Linked DNA regions of Mus musculus: region 2 is linked to region 1. A link is a contact called in public Hi-C data. All regions are on one chromosome and are shown on one strand. The core of a region is the stretch at or near the end of the contact, and the rest is flanking DNA. Distances in the headings are between cores, read along the strand shown.

The links. Hi-C and Micro-C count contacts between places; a contact is called where the count stands out from the background.
Region 2: a Hi-C map of embryonic fibroblasts shows a contact between it and region 1, with 2.1 times the contacts expected there. The contact joins two enhancer-like sites. A contact is called at or near these places in 3 of 484 Hi-C or Micro-C datasets (adipose-derived mesenchymal stem cells, embryonic fibroblasts and nephron progenitors) and 2 of 115 datasets of contacts at active chromatin or transcription factors (embryonic stem cells and pancreatic cancer cells).

The regions. Positions count from the first base shown.
Region 1 is chr12:107,750,743-107,754,384 of GRCm38.p6, reverse strand. No RefSeq gene overlaps it. Among named protein-coding and RNA genes, the nearest start is that of 4930465M20Rik, 17 kb to the right of the region's middle. Within about 2 kb of position 1,999, at least 64 of the 459 cell types and tissues checked have an H3K27ac peak or open chromatin away from gene starts, as enhancers often do. A contact at or near this core is called in embryonic fibroblasts, where this site is marked.
Region 2 is chr12:107,950,454-107,953,920 of GRCm38.p6, reverse strand. All of the region lies in intron 3 of Bcl11b (B cell leukemia/lymphoma 11B), which reads left to right. Among named protein-coding and RNA genes, the nearest start is that of Bcl11b, 51 kb to the left of the region's middle. Within about 2 kb of position 1,465, at least 62 of the 459 cell types and tissues checked have an H3K27ac peak or open chromatin away from gene starts, as enhancers often do. A contact at or near this core is called in embryonic fibroblasts, where this site is marked.

The sequences.
Region 1 (3,642 bases), core at 750-3,249:
AGGGAATTTGTGAATCAATGAAATAAAGTGAATGAATGAGTTCATTCAAGCAGTAGCTACTGGTGATCCCCCCCCCCCCTTCCCCCGTCAGACACTTCAAATATCTTGATAAGATTTTTCTCTTCTAGCTCTGGAGATTGAACATAGGACCTTGTGTGTGCTAAGCAAGCACTCCATCACGGAGCTGCATCCCCAGCCCAATACTTAGCTGAAGAGCAGCCTCTGGGCTTTGGAAACAGAATGCAGTAAAGGAGAAAGTGACTTATTCTTATGCGGGTATGGAGGCGAGCAACCCAGCTGGTGGAAGGCTCTTCTCGAAGGGTGGACCCAGCCACAGACTAAATCTCACCTTGCCTCTGGAAGCAGGCTGATAGACTCACCATGTTCTACCAAAAGCCACTCTCTGCTATATCTGCTGCACAGGGGTGATGGCCTGGTTGGGGAGCATTCGTGAATGGGCTGAAGAGAAGAGAGAATTCCTAGGTCTCTGGGGAATGCTGGGGTTCTCATTTACCAAAAGGGAAGCATGGTGTGTCCCATCTCATAGACACAAAGCTGATGTTTATAGAGGCAAAGGGTTAAATGGGCAGCAAAGCTGGAGGGGGACAGGACACTAAGGTGTCCCCTCCCTCCCCTGCATGGCTTGGGGCTGGACCTTTCTCGCCTCTGCGTCTCAGTCTGCCTGATTAGAGAGCAGGGGTAGTGATGGCCTACCTGCTTCCTGTCCTGGTCGTAACGATTACACTGCTGTATCCTTCCCGTGTGCAGATCTGTATAGCACAAGCTGGCCAGCAGTTAGCCTGTGTTACTATTACCACTGGTCCCAAGAGAGCTTGGACTACAGACCCAAACCCTCAGATCCTGTTGCAAAGGCATGCTGACTGGCCCAGGGAGCTAGCTTTTCAGCCAGCCTAAACTGTCTTTCGAGACTCTGTTGAGATGGTTAAAGACAAAAGCAGGGAATCTTGATGCTGAAAAAAGAGAGGGGCAGGGGACGAGGGGAGCGGGGGCTTTTGGAACTTTCTGTGGAGCTTCTTTGGAAATGCTGGCCTGGCACCCATTGTCCCTCTTGCCTCATCTGCTTGGGCATTGCAACATCTGACATGTCAAGGAACACAGTGCTGTCCTGGGAGAGCAGCCTGAGTCGTGGGAACCCGGGACGGGAGCGTCCAGCAGTTGGGGCAGGGCCTGGATGGTGGGGCCACAGTTAGTCAGGGGCCTGGCAAGGGAAACCCTGGTTGTGCAAGCACAGCTCTGACAGGAGTGTCCCTGGCCTCTGTGGAGACAGGACTCTCCCGTGTGCCTCAGGGAAGCAGGAACTGTTGCTTTGCCTGTGAAGGGGCACCAGGCTCAGCGAGGAATTTGGGGGCCTCTAAGCAGAAGGGGAGACTTGGACAAACCACCCTCATTCTGTTTCTTTCTCAGCTTTCTGAATGAACCTGGGCTAGTTAACCAAGTCTGGCAAGTGATCAGAGGGGCTTTCCACCCATCGTGCATCTCAGCTTACTATCTGACCAAGCCTGGAGGCCAGTGGGGCCCAGTGGCTGAAATGAGAGGAATGAATAGATGCATACGTTATCAGTTGGCTCCGCCCCCCGTGCAACCCACAGAAAGCAGACCGGATTTCTGTGTGAAGCTGAACTATGGGGCAGAGTCACATTCAAACACAGGTGCTTATTGCACGCTGCCTCCCCCTCTCCCCCATCCAGAGTGCAGATCATCCCAGAGAGGAAGAGTCAGAGGATCGGGGCAAACCAATTACAGGCCTTTGTATATTTAGCTTTTCACACCGAAAATGCTTGCGGGGGGAGGGAGATCCTTTGAAATCAGGAACATCTTGTTGGGTAGTGTTGATGTTGTTTTTGGAGGCAGGGCCTGGCTGGCTACGGCAGCCAGAGATGCCGTACAAAGGGCATATTACCAGTATACAAGGTTATGCCTAATTACCTGAGATAGCCTCTTCCACTGGGTGAAAATCAGTTGTCATCAGTCCGGGATTAATTACAGCCAAGGCGGGTTTTCAGCTCATGACTCAGGGCTGACTCAATACTGGGGCAGAAGCTTTCCATGGCCTGGAGCTGAGGTCCCCCCTCTTTTTTTTCCTGGAAACGCCTAAGCTGGCTGCCAAACTCCTGGACAACAGCTTCAACCTTTTCTGGGAGGCCCTACGCCCCTAGTTAAGCTCTTGTTTCTGTGCTGCTCATGGGGGGCGGAATGGGGGCTGTGGCTAGCTTGCTTTCAGCACCCTCACCCCATACTCCCCCAACCCCCCCCACTACTCCACAGGGAGGCAGTTGTCTGCTTCTCTTGCAGCGTGGGAAGAAAACTGAGTCTCTGCTTTGGAACAGTGGAGGAAGGATTTGCACCCAGCGCTTCCTGACTTTGAAGTTGATATATATATATATATGTGTGTGTGTGTATATATATATATATATATGCATGTATATATGCACATCTCAGGTTTAAAAACATGTGAGGGAACTTTTCCCAGTCTGGTTGAGATGACAAGTTTGGTTTTCCCGGTCTGGAATCCACAGTGCCTTTCTGGATAGAGTGAGGTGAGAGTCACATTGAGTTGGCACCGATGGTATACAAAATGGTACCAGATAACAATCTTCTACTGCCCACCAGGTGGCAGGGATGGCAGAGGGTGACCCTCCGGACTTTGAACAACTCTCAAAGAGAGAGCAAAATCTAACCCAAGGGAAGATGTCCTAGAGTGAAGGGCCACCACTGTGAATGTAGCACCGTCCTCAAGGACACCAGAGGGTGGATGTGAGCTCAGCAGGCCTCCCTTGGGACCAGGGGCCGTTTACACCAGTGTGTATGTGTGTGGGAGATTTATTACCTAGTGGGTATTAGGGCCAAATTGAGCCTGTGAATTAGATCGGGAGAGATCCCAGTAGGGAGCCTGGAAGTAGCCGCTAAGACATCTCCTTTTGGGTGAGAGTAGAAGTCCTGGCTTTCGGCCTTCCACCTTTTCTGATGGGGAGATGGAGTTGTAAAGAACACTAGTACACCTTGTTCACTGTTGTCCAGCTTGGCGTGCAGGATGATGCTTTAGCTCCGAGCCAAGGCTTCTGGCCAAGGCTGCGACCCGTGCCTCCCTGGCAATGACTCTGAAGGCACATGGAGAGAGTTCCATGGTCAGGAATCCCATGGGCAGGTAGCCCATGTTTGCAGGGCAAAGAGCTGAGTGGTTGGGGAAGAATGGATTCAGTTTTTCCCAACTCCCAAATGACCTGCCTCCCTCCCCTCCTCTGACCCCACCCTTCTCCTCCTCCTTCCTGACTCCCGTCGTCTACTTTTCCTGTACCTTCTCTGTCTTCTGTATCTCTCAGTGTCTTCTCCATGTGTATCTCTTTGCTGAGTCATTGAAGGTGCAGACTCTGGGAAAACCCTCATTGGCACCGAGGAAAGTGGCCACTGGTTCAGTCTCGACGCCCTCTGGCTCCCGTACCTGCTTTAGACCTCATGTGATCAGACTATCACTGCCTCCCTCCCACCCTGGAGGGTAACTTGGGCACCACGGTCATTGCCCTCTTTGGTTGCAGTAGCAGGGACATGGGAACCATTCTGTTAAAGGTGCTGTTTAGCCTGGGGCAGGGCTTTGTGTCTCAACTGTGCACTGTGTGCCTCCTG
Region 2 (3,467 bases), core at 216-2,715, 200 kb before region 1:
TGGCACTGGCCAATTGGTAGCTGGCTAAGCTCGGGTTTGGGCAAGGGAGAGCTTGTGGTGAGACTAGCCTGGCCTGCTACCTCAGCAGACCTGCAGGAGAGATGAGGGCTTGAGGGAAAAGTGTTCCAAGCCTTCTTATGGGGAGCCAAACATTGCCTCATGTCATCTCCCGTTTTTCCCACTGCCTCTGCCAGGGTCAATGGGCCTGGCACAATGTCTGTAATAAAGAGCTCTGTGTGTGTGTGTCTGTGTGTGTGTTTGAATCTCTGTGTGCCTGTTAACGCGCGTTTATGTTGGTGTTTGTTGTTTGTAGGTATACTTTGAGAGTATGCTCTTAGGAGGTAGCACCTACCGAGGCCCCTCCTACCTTTCTGTCTGGTACTGGATGTCTTTGGTACAGGCGTGTACCGACATGGCCGGGCTTAGCATTGCAGCCTGCTGTGACCTTGGTGTGAGTGTGTCTCTGAAGATAGATTTTCTTCCCCGTGCTTGCTGGGGAACTCACTGTACCGAGGCCAAGACATCATGGTCAGTTCAGAGTGTGGCCACCCATGAGCGTGCATAGGGAGACCAAAGGCTTTGAAGTGGATGTTGGGTTCTCACCCTGGCTGTGACGAGCTGTGATTGCGGGTGGGTGAGCCAGGCTGTTTCCTCATCTGAAACTTAGGAACAGTGCCAACCAAGTGTTCCAGTCAGGCACGACAATAGGACACATGCTTACCACGGGTTTTACGCTGGCACTCCTAGCCTGTCTCTGAGAGGAAGGCAGTGCCATCATTCCCACTTTACAGATGGGGAGACTGAGGCACAGAGACTCCAGAAATGTTCCCGTTGAGTCTTTCCCAGTTGTGATACACTCCCTGCCTCAAGCAGCAGCCGGCTTTGTGTCACTGTTACATTTTATTGTTGTTATAACTGTAATTATCATACCCAAGATCGTTACGGCAGCCGTTTCCTGGGTGGAGATATTCCTCTCGCTGCCCCAGCCAACCTTGACTTCTAGCCATGTTCTTCCTTTCTGGGCATCTCGTCTTTCATCCACGGACTCCTTCTGCTGTTGTTCCCGACGCATGTTCATTTGAGGTCTCCGTCTTTCTGCTCTAATTGAGATAATGAACACAGTCCTCCACCCCCAGAATGGGAGCAGAAAGTCAAGTGCAAAGTGACGGTTGCCATTTGCTGACCTCCCCTTTCTTTCTCTCTTAGTACGCGTCTCTTTACGAAGGGATTGGCTGGATGCAAACAGCTCATAACCTATGGATTTATGGAGACAGCGAGAGCTGGCTTTATAAGCTCGGATACCTGCAGTCAGCGTCCTGTCTCTTTAAGCCGAGGCTCCGACTTGCCGTGGTATTTTACAGTGCCTGGTTTCATTTATGCTGGAGCCAGACTTACTATGTGAGCGTCGTCCGCATGCTGGAATTAGTCTTAAGCTTGCTTCTGTGGCGTTGCCAAATTCCATGTTTGTGTTTTATTTAGAATTCTTTTCACGGCCAGCCGATTCTGTGCCGGCACACACAGGCACTGTTGCGCCCCATGGAGAAAATAAGCAAGCTTGCGTTTTCTTTGGCAGAGGCCGCGGCCACAATAGACTGTGGTCTCTGAAACATTTTTTAAAAGCTATTTTAACCCATAACAGATGCATAAAGTCGGCTCAGGCATGCCAGTTTTCTTAGTTTTAATTAAAAAATAATTACAGTCTAATGGGATGTTAGTGACACATTTGGATGAATGGTCGGTGACATTATCTGCAACTTATAAATTAGTGCCTCTCCCTTGGCTGGGGCAGGGCTGGGGAAGATTTGGGGAGGTACATTTGCATATCTGTTCTTAATTGCAGGGTGGGAGATGGGAGAGTAGCATCCCTGGGTTGGAGACTTAGGGGCAGGGACAGAGACCTTGGTCAGTGGCTCTGAAACCCAGCATGTGTGACACAGGCATCTGGTAATATTCTTCAAGCTCCATCTGACAGAACTCACCTGCAAAGTCCTCACATATGGAGATGGGGTGCCTGGGATATCCTCTCTCCTTCAAGATGGCAGGAAATACCAACTAGGACCTGCTGGGAAGGACGAGGGACAGAAAATATAACAGCCTATTGCCGGGGGGGGGGGGGGAGGGGGGACAGACAGAGGCTGGTGGGAAGCTTGTAGCCCACACAGCCCAGCTTCAGATGTTTTGGGAACCTTGTCACTCATTCGAGTCCCAGGGAAGGGAGGTAGGTTTGAAGTTTGTGGGTTCTGGGGTCTCTACAGATACCGGCTGGGAACAGTCGGGGTGGGACTTGCATTGCTTCTGGCGATGGGGCAGCTAATTTATGAACCCCTGGTTCCCTACCCTCTCTTTGGGATCTAAGAGTCAGAGTCGGAGGGGCCCGTGTCCTGGGCTCAGCCTCTCTGTGGGTGCTGTTCCTGCTTATCCTGCCCTCCTGGATGGAACAGTTCCCGGCAGCTACAGTGTGTAGCTTGTCTCTCTCCAGTAGTTGTGGGGAGCTGTGTCATCCTACCCTGGGAGATCAGGAAGGTTCCCTTTATCTGTGCCTTTGTGCCTGGCCCTGTAGGCTGCTTCTTTGGCGACAATTCCAGGGGCCCCTGTGCTTCATTACCAGGCTTCTTTCATAGGTACCACCCGATGTGTTCTAAGGGGGGGGGGGCAGGACTTGCCCCAGGCCACTGGGCTGAGCCAGGACCTGCCTGCCTGACCTAACTCCTCACTTTCCCATTGAAAACTGCACGGAGCCACACCCTGTGGCTCCCAACAAGGTCGAGAAGACTGGCTCGGAGTCTTTATTTTTACTTTCCGGGTGGTGGAGGGGGGCGTGGTGTTAGTGTCGCTGGTGGCTCTTCCTGTTGTCCGGGGTCTAAAATGAGTGTTTCTTAGACAATGTTTTCCCGAGCCCAAATTCCTCCCGAGTAAAATTAAGTTCTTCTATTAAAAGCGTGAGTCACACCAGCCCAGATGAGAGTGGTTTTGACGTTCCTCGAATTTTTTTGGAAGGGAAACATCACATTCATGCTAATCCTTGCAATTAAACCTCATCGCTGGGTAATCCGCCAGACGCTTGGTAACCTAGCCCTCTGCCGTCCGTCCGCGTACGGTGCCTTTCTCTCCTTTGCTGTTGCCTGCCCAGAGTTTCTTCCTCTGTTCTGGGCTCATCAGATTCCCCGAGCATGGTCTTGGGTATCTAATTGCCACAGATGATTAATGTGTGGTTGATAAGGCTCCATGTCTGGCTGTTCATATGAATTCTAAGGAGATGGGAGTTCATTTCTGTCTCTGAACTGGGTGTTTGCTCCCCCACTAGGGGTTTTCTGCTCAGATCGGGGTGGACCCCAGGCATCCCTGACGATCAAGAGAAGACAGAAGGGTGTCACTGGGGGTGGGTTTGGACCCGCTTTGGGGAAATGTAGCCAGGCTGGTAAGGAATTGGATAATACTGTAGCCATGATATCAACTTTCCTGAGCTG